Regions from separate parts of the Anser cygnoides genome. Here region 2 is linked to region 1. A link is a contact called in public Hi-C data. All regions are on one chromosome and are shown on one strand. The core of a region is the stretch at or near the end of the contact, and the rest is flanking DNA. Distances in the headings are between cores, read along the strand shown. Region 1 has its middle 6.2 kb from the start of PDK1. Region 2 holds the start of ITGA6 (integrin subunit alpha 6).

Region 1 (3,168 bases), core at 319-2,818:
CTGGCACAGTCACCTACTCTGTGCGGCGATAAGTGATTTCAGTCGTGTGTGTGTAAGCAGCTTTCAGGTTCTGTGCGTTCTGGGCTGTTGGTTTTTGGTTTTGGTTAAGAGGCACTGCCGCAGTGACAGCTAGCTCTGCGGTGCGGGTGTTTTAGTGCCTCCTTGAAAAGCTTTCACTTTGGCTTGCGTTGGAGCACCCCGTTGCTTCTCCTCTCCCACGTATGAAGTCCCCTTCATAGTCTGTATTACGCTGTATTGGCCCCGGCTACTGAAAGCGTCTCTTGTAAGCTGTGTCTCCTGTGCTCTGGCACTTATGTATGTGAAGGTTTACTTGAATTCTAGTAGTGTACCTTAGGCTATATAGTGTGCATATATATTATACATACATACTTTATATATACACACCTTAAATATATACTCACACTATATATCTAATATATATAAAAATATGTATATTAGGCCTTATATATATGTATATACTTTTATATATTGTACATATGTACTAGCATAAATACTGTACACATACTACTATATATATACACCACTGTACTATAGTATATTTAACCTATACATAGCATATATATTATATGACTATATAGAATGCTAATAAACTGTGATGCTTTCATATACATTTATATGTGTATGTATAGTGATAACTGAGTCAGCCTTACAAAGACCTCAGCTTTATCTTATTTTCTGTGACCGGAAGAACACTCGTGTATGCTGTGTTGGCACGGCCACAGTGCCCACATCGTTGTCTGGTGCTGCCGTGCTGTCAAGGTCTGTGTGTTGACAGGCACTGTCCTGGCTTCCTTCCACAATCACGCTGATCCACAAGAGGTTAGTGAACTGTTCTCCCAGTCCATATTTAGTCTTGCTGCGGACAACTGCTTGTGGTTTTAGTTATGTAAATGAGAATAATTGTTTAATAAAGGCAGGCTGTTTCCGCATCTTTGACATGCTCTGAGATCTAGCAGCACCTTCTAGCACCTAGTCCTAAAAATTTCATGTTGTAGCAACAAACACTGTTTTTTTTTTTTTTTTTTATTATTTAGAATGTATCCATCTAACCCTATCTTCAGGGCTTGTTGCATTGAAAGGTATTTCCTTTCAGCAGATGAAAGCAAAGCATCCTGTAAGGGTTAACATCTTAAATATAGAATATTGGGTTTCTTTTGATATTTTTTTTCCTGTGTCTTTTTGGCTTTTCTGTTTTTTCTCTGTTGTTGTCTGTACTTTGCAACCATGTAACTGACTGTCAGTAGCAAACTTCCACTGCTAGGTACAGCTAGTTGTGTCAAATCCTTGGCTGGTTTGGGGGAATGCAATTTCCCCTGCTTAGCAAAGCAGCTGGCAGCTGCCAGGAGCCTGCATGGAAGGGCAGGGTGGCAGCCTGTCTCAGGTGCCCTGGCTGCGTGACAGAGAGGGGAGCTCAGCCGCACGCAGCTGATGCTTGGTGCTGTGCCCGTGCCACTATGCCAGGCTCGTGGCCTGGCTGCTGTGGGCGCTGGCACCTGCAGCAAGCACCAGCCAGCCTGTGAGCATGAGATTGTGCGCTATCTCCCGCAGCTGTCTTATCTGCCCCTCTGCATGAGGGAGGGCACTGAGGAGTTATGGCAATATTTAGAGTGAGATCATTTCTTAAAGTGTGCAACTTTCAGCTTGTTCTTCTAATGTACTAGTGAACTTAGGTATGGCTATCTCATGTAATTGCGATGAGAAATTACTACTACCAAAACAATTTTTAATTAAAAAAAATTTATTTCACACTTCTATACAAATATCCACAGGTAATTTCTAATCATGGAATGATGCAGCATTGCTAGCTGGTATTAAAAAAGAGACAGTTTGAAAAAAAAAGTATACCAGTGACATGACTTATTTTTAACAACTTTCAGTTTAACACTGCAGAGACATTCATGTTCTTGAGGGCGGGCTGTAATCTGCTTTCAAATCAAAGGCTACAGTAGTCACTGTCAAGCTTCTTAGCACCTGATTAGCCTGTCTTATGCTGCTGAACCTTTCAGCAAATAAGCTAGATTTTAAAAGGTCAAAAATTGGTTAACAGCTAAATACATATGTTAAGTGTTCATAAAATCAGGGTGGCAACAGACTGAGATCATTTAGTGGGAGGAAGAAGAGTCTACTAAATTAATCCTCTTTCTATAATGTTAACACTTTAGGTGACCATACCTTCTAAAAAGGTATTTTCAAAGTTGGTAGTAAAAATAAGATACCTGACAGCTGCCCTCTTAGCAGGTTTTCACCCTATGAGGGCAAAAAGTACCAAGAGGTTTTTGCATAGTTCAAATTACTAGCAATTAACATGCATACTTTTTGAGCATAGTTGTTTTACACTGAATAAACAAACTAATCTTCATCCTTAGATAGTACCAATGCTTTAGAACATGGGTTTAAAAAAAAGTAAACTCTTTAAATAGCTTTATCAATTATGTTACAACAATTAGATTACTGATAAGCACAATATTGTGACTCTACTCTTACCAACCTTCAGGTATTCAAGAGTATTCAGTAGTCTCAAAGAGGATCAGCTCAGATCCTCATAGTTAAATTAGGCATTTACAGCCTCCTTCAAGTGCTACATAACAGTTGCAGTAGTCAACACCTTTTGCCAAACAGGAAATCCTTATGAAGCTGGAAAGTTGTTTCCAGAGAACTTCTTACTACTTCCAGTAAGTATAAAACTGTATCTAAAAACCCTACTTATGCTTGGTGTCCAAACTGTAAAATAGTCTGAAGTAATACACAAATCATATTACAAGACCTGATAATTCTTATTAGGTAAAGTTATAAGTATCAGGAAAATAAGACTCCACATACATCATTGGAATAAATATTTACATTTTTTGGAAAGCATTGGCACCTTCAGTTATTTATTAAAATGCAGTGAAAGCCTCAGGTCTCATCATATGAAGTTCATAAACAGTGGTTTGAAGGTTCAGTTAAGTCTTTGGCCTAACAGTTAGACAAAGACAATGATTTGTAACAAAAATAAATATAAAAATGACTGAAATATATATATACAAAAAGTACATCTAATATTCAAGCCTCTTTTAAAACAAAACAAAAAAACCTGTGTATATTTGTTGTGAGCAATATTCACACATTCTGATCTTAAAAATCAAGCAACGTGACCTATTGCACGTA
Region 2 (3,168 bases), core at 211-2,710, 45 kb after region 1:
TGGTTTTTCCTCTATTTGAGACCCCTGCTTCTCATGAAAGCCTGGATTCAGAAAGCCATGCCAACACAGTTAGCATCTGGCTCTGCTCTGTACTCAGACTTGGACTGCCAGAGGAAGCACTCACTGTACATACAATACACAACTTTCATGCTAACAATCTCTGAGGCATTTCAGTCAAACACTACAAACCAGTTTGAATACTGTGACTGCTCTTGTATTTCTACTGACTAATTGGCTTTCCATCTCTGCATAGTCTGACGCACTCATTCTATCAGCATTTGACAACATAATGGCCAACTAATAACCTTCAGGCACTGCTTTCTTAGTAGAACTAAGTGAGACCAATGCACACGTAATCCTGCCAAGAATTAAGTCAAGGGCCTCTAGAAAGAAACTCAGATCCGTGTTTGATTCTTCAGGCTATACAACTGGGTCACATTGCATACCAGACAGAAGATGGAACCTGTGATTTATACTCCTTTACACACTGTAATTTCTACGAAATCATACAAAACGTGAACCTGAGCAAAACAGGTACAAAGAACTTTTAACAACGTTTATCTGTTAACTTTATCGAGGATACGATTTCTTCCCAACTTCCTTCTCCCGTACACTTGATATACAACAACAGGCTCATCTTCCCTTAAATCAAAACTAAGCACTTGGGGTAAGAGACATTCGTTTCCTAACAATACCTTACACAAGACACACTCCATCCAGCACTACCGCACAGGACAAGACTAATCAGTTACCTCCACGGAAAGCAAGGAACCCTCAGTTCTCCCGACGACGCACAAAGAAGCCTTGCTCTGCTTTCTGCGTTTCGCAGAGGGGCTCCCGGCTCTCCCCTCGCCCCGCCAGCAGCGCTTTGCGCCCCCCCGCTCCGCCTCCCACCTGCCCGCTCCGCAGCGGGGGCGCCCGCGCTGCACTGGGCGGCCGAGGCCGAGATCGGCCCGGGCCCGGGGCACAGCCGCCGCCGCGCGCGGTCCTCGCCGGGATTTTTGCTCCTCTGCCCCGCCGAGCCCCCCCCGGGGCGGCCGGGCGGCCCCTCGCTGCCCCCGGGCGCTCGGGGCAGGTGCCGCCCGTGTCCCCCGTCCCTCCCCCGAAGCCCCCCGCGTGCCGCCGGGCGGGGGCTGCGTGCCGGGTAGCGCTCCGGCGGTGGAAGGGACGCGGACCCGGCGGGAGCACTTACAGCCGTCTCTCCTGCGGCTGCAGCTGCCGGTGCATGGCTAGGGAGAAGCCGAAGAGGCTGCCCGGCTCGCCGCGCCGCACGATCACGCGCTCTGTGTCCAGGTTGAAGGCGCCGGCCAGCCCCGGCAGGAGGGGCAGGTACAAGAGGAGCGCGGCCGCCATCTGCGCCTGCCGGGCACGGGAAAGCCGCCGCCGATCCGCCGAGCGCCGCCGCTCCCCCGCTGCGCCCCGCCGCACGGAGCCCGCCCCGCCCCGCCCCGCCCGGCCCCCGCGCGGCGGCTCCCGCCGAGCAGCCCCGCGCCTCCGCAGCGGGGGCGGCACAAAATGTCCGCCGGCCCCCGCCCCGCAGGGCACGGCACGGCACGGCACGGCCCAGCCGAGGGCGCCGCCCCGCCTCCCTCGCCCCCAGCCCCTGCTTCTGGGAGGTTGGGACGGAAAAGAACAGCGGGCCCCGGCGGCTACGAGCAAAGGGGCCGGGCGGTGAGCACCTGCAGCCCGCCTTCCCCAAGGGGCCGCCCGACAGCGCTGCGGTCTGCGGTCCCCAAAGGGCACAGCACGAGGGAAAAAGAGTCAGCGACTTTGTACCTGTGTTTGCCAGACTCTTTAGACAGCACGTGGGAACACGCTTCTTTAAACCTCATTCCTTCACTGCCTTTCCTGTCCTTAAACGGGTACCTTACCCTTACGCTTCAAGCGTTTGAAAACAGTACGTGGTTTAGTATCCCCTATTTTATCTCATGCTTTCAGCCGTAGTTCCAAAAGAGTAACCTCACTAACTCAAAAGTGCAGGTGTACCTCAGTGCACTTCATCCACCCAGGAGAGGGGTTCAAGGTGTCAACCTAGTCTTGTTTTAGGGCTCTGGGTTAGGGAAGTGAACACAAGGTCTTGGAAACCTTTCACCTGTCAAGCAACATGACAATACTTTTTTTCCACCAGCATCTGAGACAGGAGAAGGGAAGCTTTTTTCCCCACAAGATTCCAGAAAAATAATAATAAAAATAATAATAGAGATTTGAGCCCTCACACATGATAATACTCCAAATAATTTCTTCTGGAACAATACCATGCTCCCAGGGAGTTAATCCAGGCTACTTTTTCCAGAGTAATTATTCTAGGATAACTCCATGTATAGACAAGTCTTTGGCTCAAGACCAAAACACCCTTGATCAAAAGAGAGGAGAAAACACACGAGAAATGTGCATCTAATGTGGAAACAAAGCATGTTGTTAAATTAGGCTCCCTGATATTTACTGCTATTAGGAACCTTCCCGGCTTGCTCTTGCCTCAATCATTCCAAGTCTTAATCCGTTGTTCAATCACTTTGCAGTCACTGCCATGGCAGAAAACTGTACTGGCACGAACACTGCCCTACAGTTTCACCGAAGGCTCATAGAGGGAAGGGTCCCAGTCTAATTACAATAAAGTAGGCTTACTCAAATCCGTGTATTTCACAGTAATTAGTAAAGATTTGAAAACAAGTCTTTTTAAAACAGTGTTGATGTCTGTACCAAAATCTTAGCAATGTGCCCTTCAGGACCATTTAAACTCGCATGCTATAATACTCTTACAGTAACTGTAAAAGCAATACTTGTACTTAGTAACTCCTGTTAGGAGTCACAGTACTTCCACGCTGTATCCTGAGCCACATGAATTACTTTGGCACATTAGGTTCATCTGACATCTGCCTCTCCCTCCCACCAGCGCTGCCTGGGCATGTTTTACCTGTTTGTTGTTACCCATAGATGTTTCCCTTCAGCAATGTCTTTCTCATCTCCAGATGCAGTAACACGCATTCCAAGACATAGTTGTATTAAAGCCTGTCTCAAGTGACCACACCAGGAACAACAAAAATAGACTGCATAAAGGGTGGAGCAGAAGTGCGCACAAACAGCTTAGAGTTACCTTGGATCTCATCATTTTGTACTATTTTAATTTGCTGCATGTGAGGAGAGGAAAAAAATGTTTGAAAAATGTCT

What was found. Hi-C and Micro-C count contacts between places; a contact is called where the count stands out from the background.
Region 2: a Hi-C map of liver shows a contact between it and region 1, with 5 times the contacts expected there. The contact joins the promoter of ITGA6 here to the enhancer-like site in region 1. A contact is called at or near these places in 2 of 7 Hi-C or Micro-C datasets (both in liver).

Annotation. Positions count from the first base shown.
Region 1 is chr6:20,625,758-20,628,925 of Taihu_goose_T2T_genome, forward strand. No RefSeq gene overlaps it. Among named protein-coding and RNA genes, the nearest start is that of PDK1, 6.2 kb to the left of the region's middle. Within about 2 kb of position 1,569, at least 2 of the 3 cell types and tissues checked have open chromatin away from gene starts, as enhancers often do. A contact at or near this core is called in liver, where this site is marked.
Region 2 is chr6:20,670,585-20,673,752 of Taihu_goose_T2T_genome, forward strand. It overlaps ITGA6 (integrin subunit alpha 6), which reads right to left and starts at 1,461. Exons shown (of 26, transcript XM_048061610.2): 1 at 1,193-1,461. The coding sequence starts at 1,353.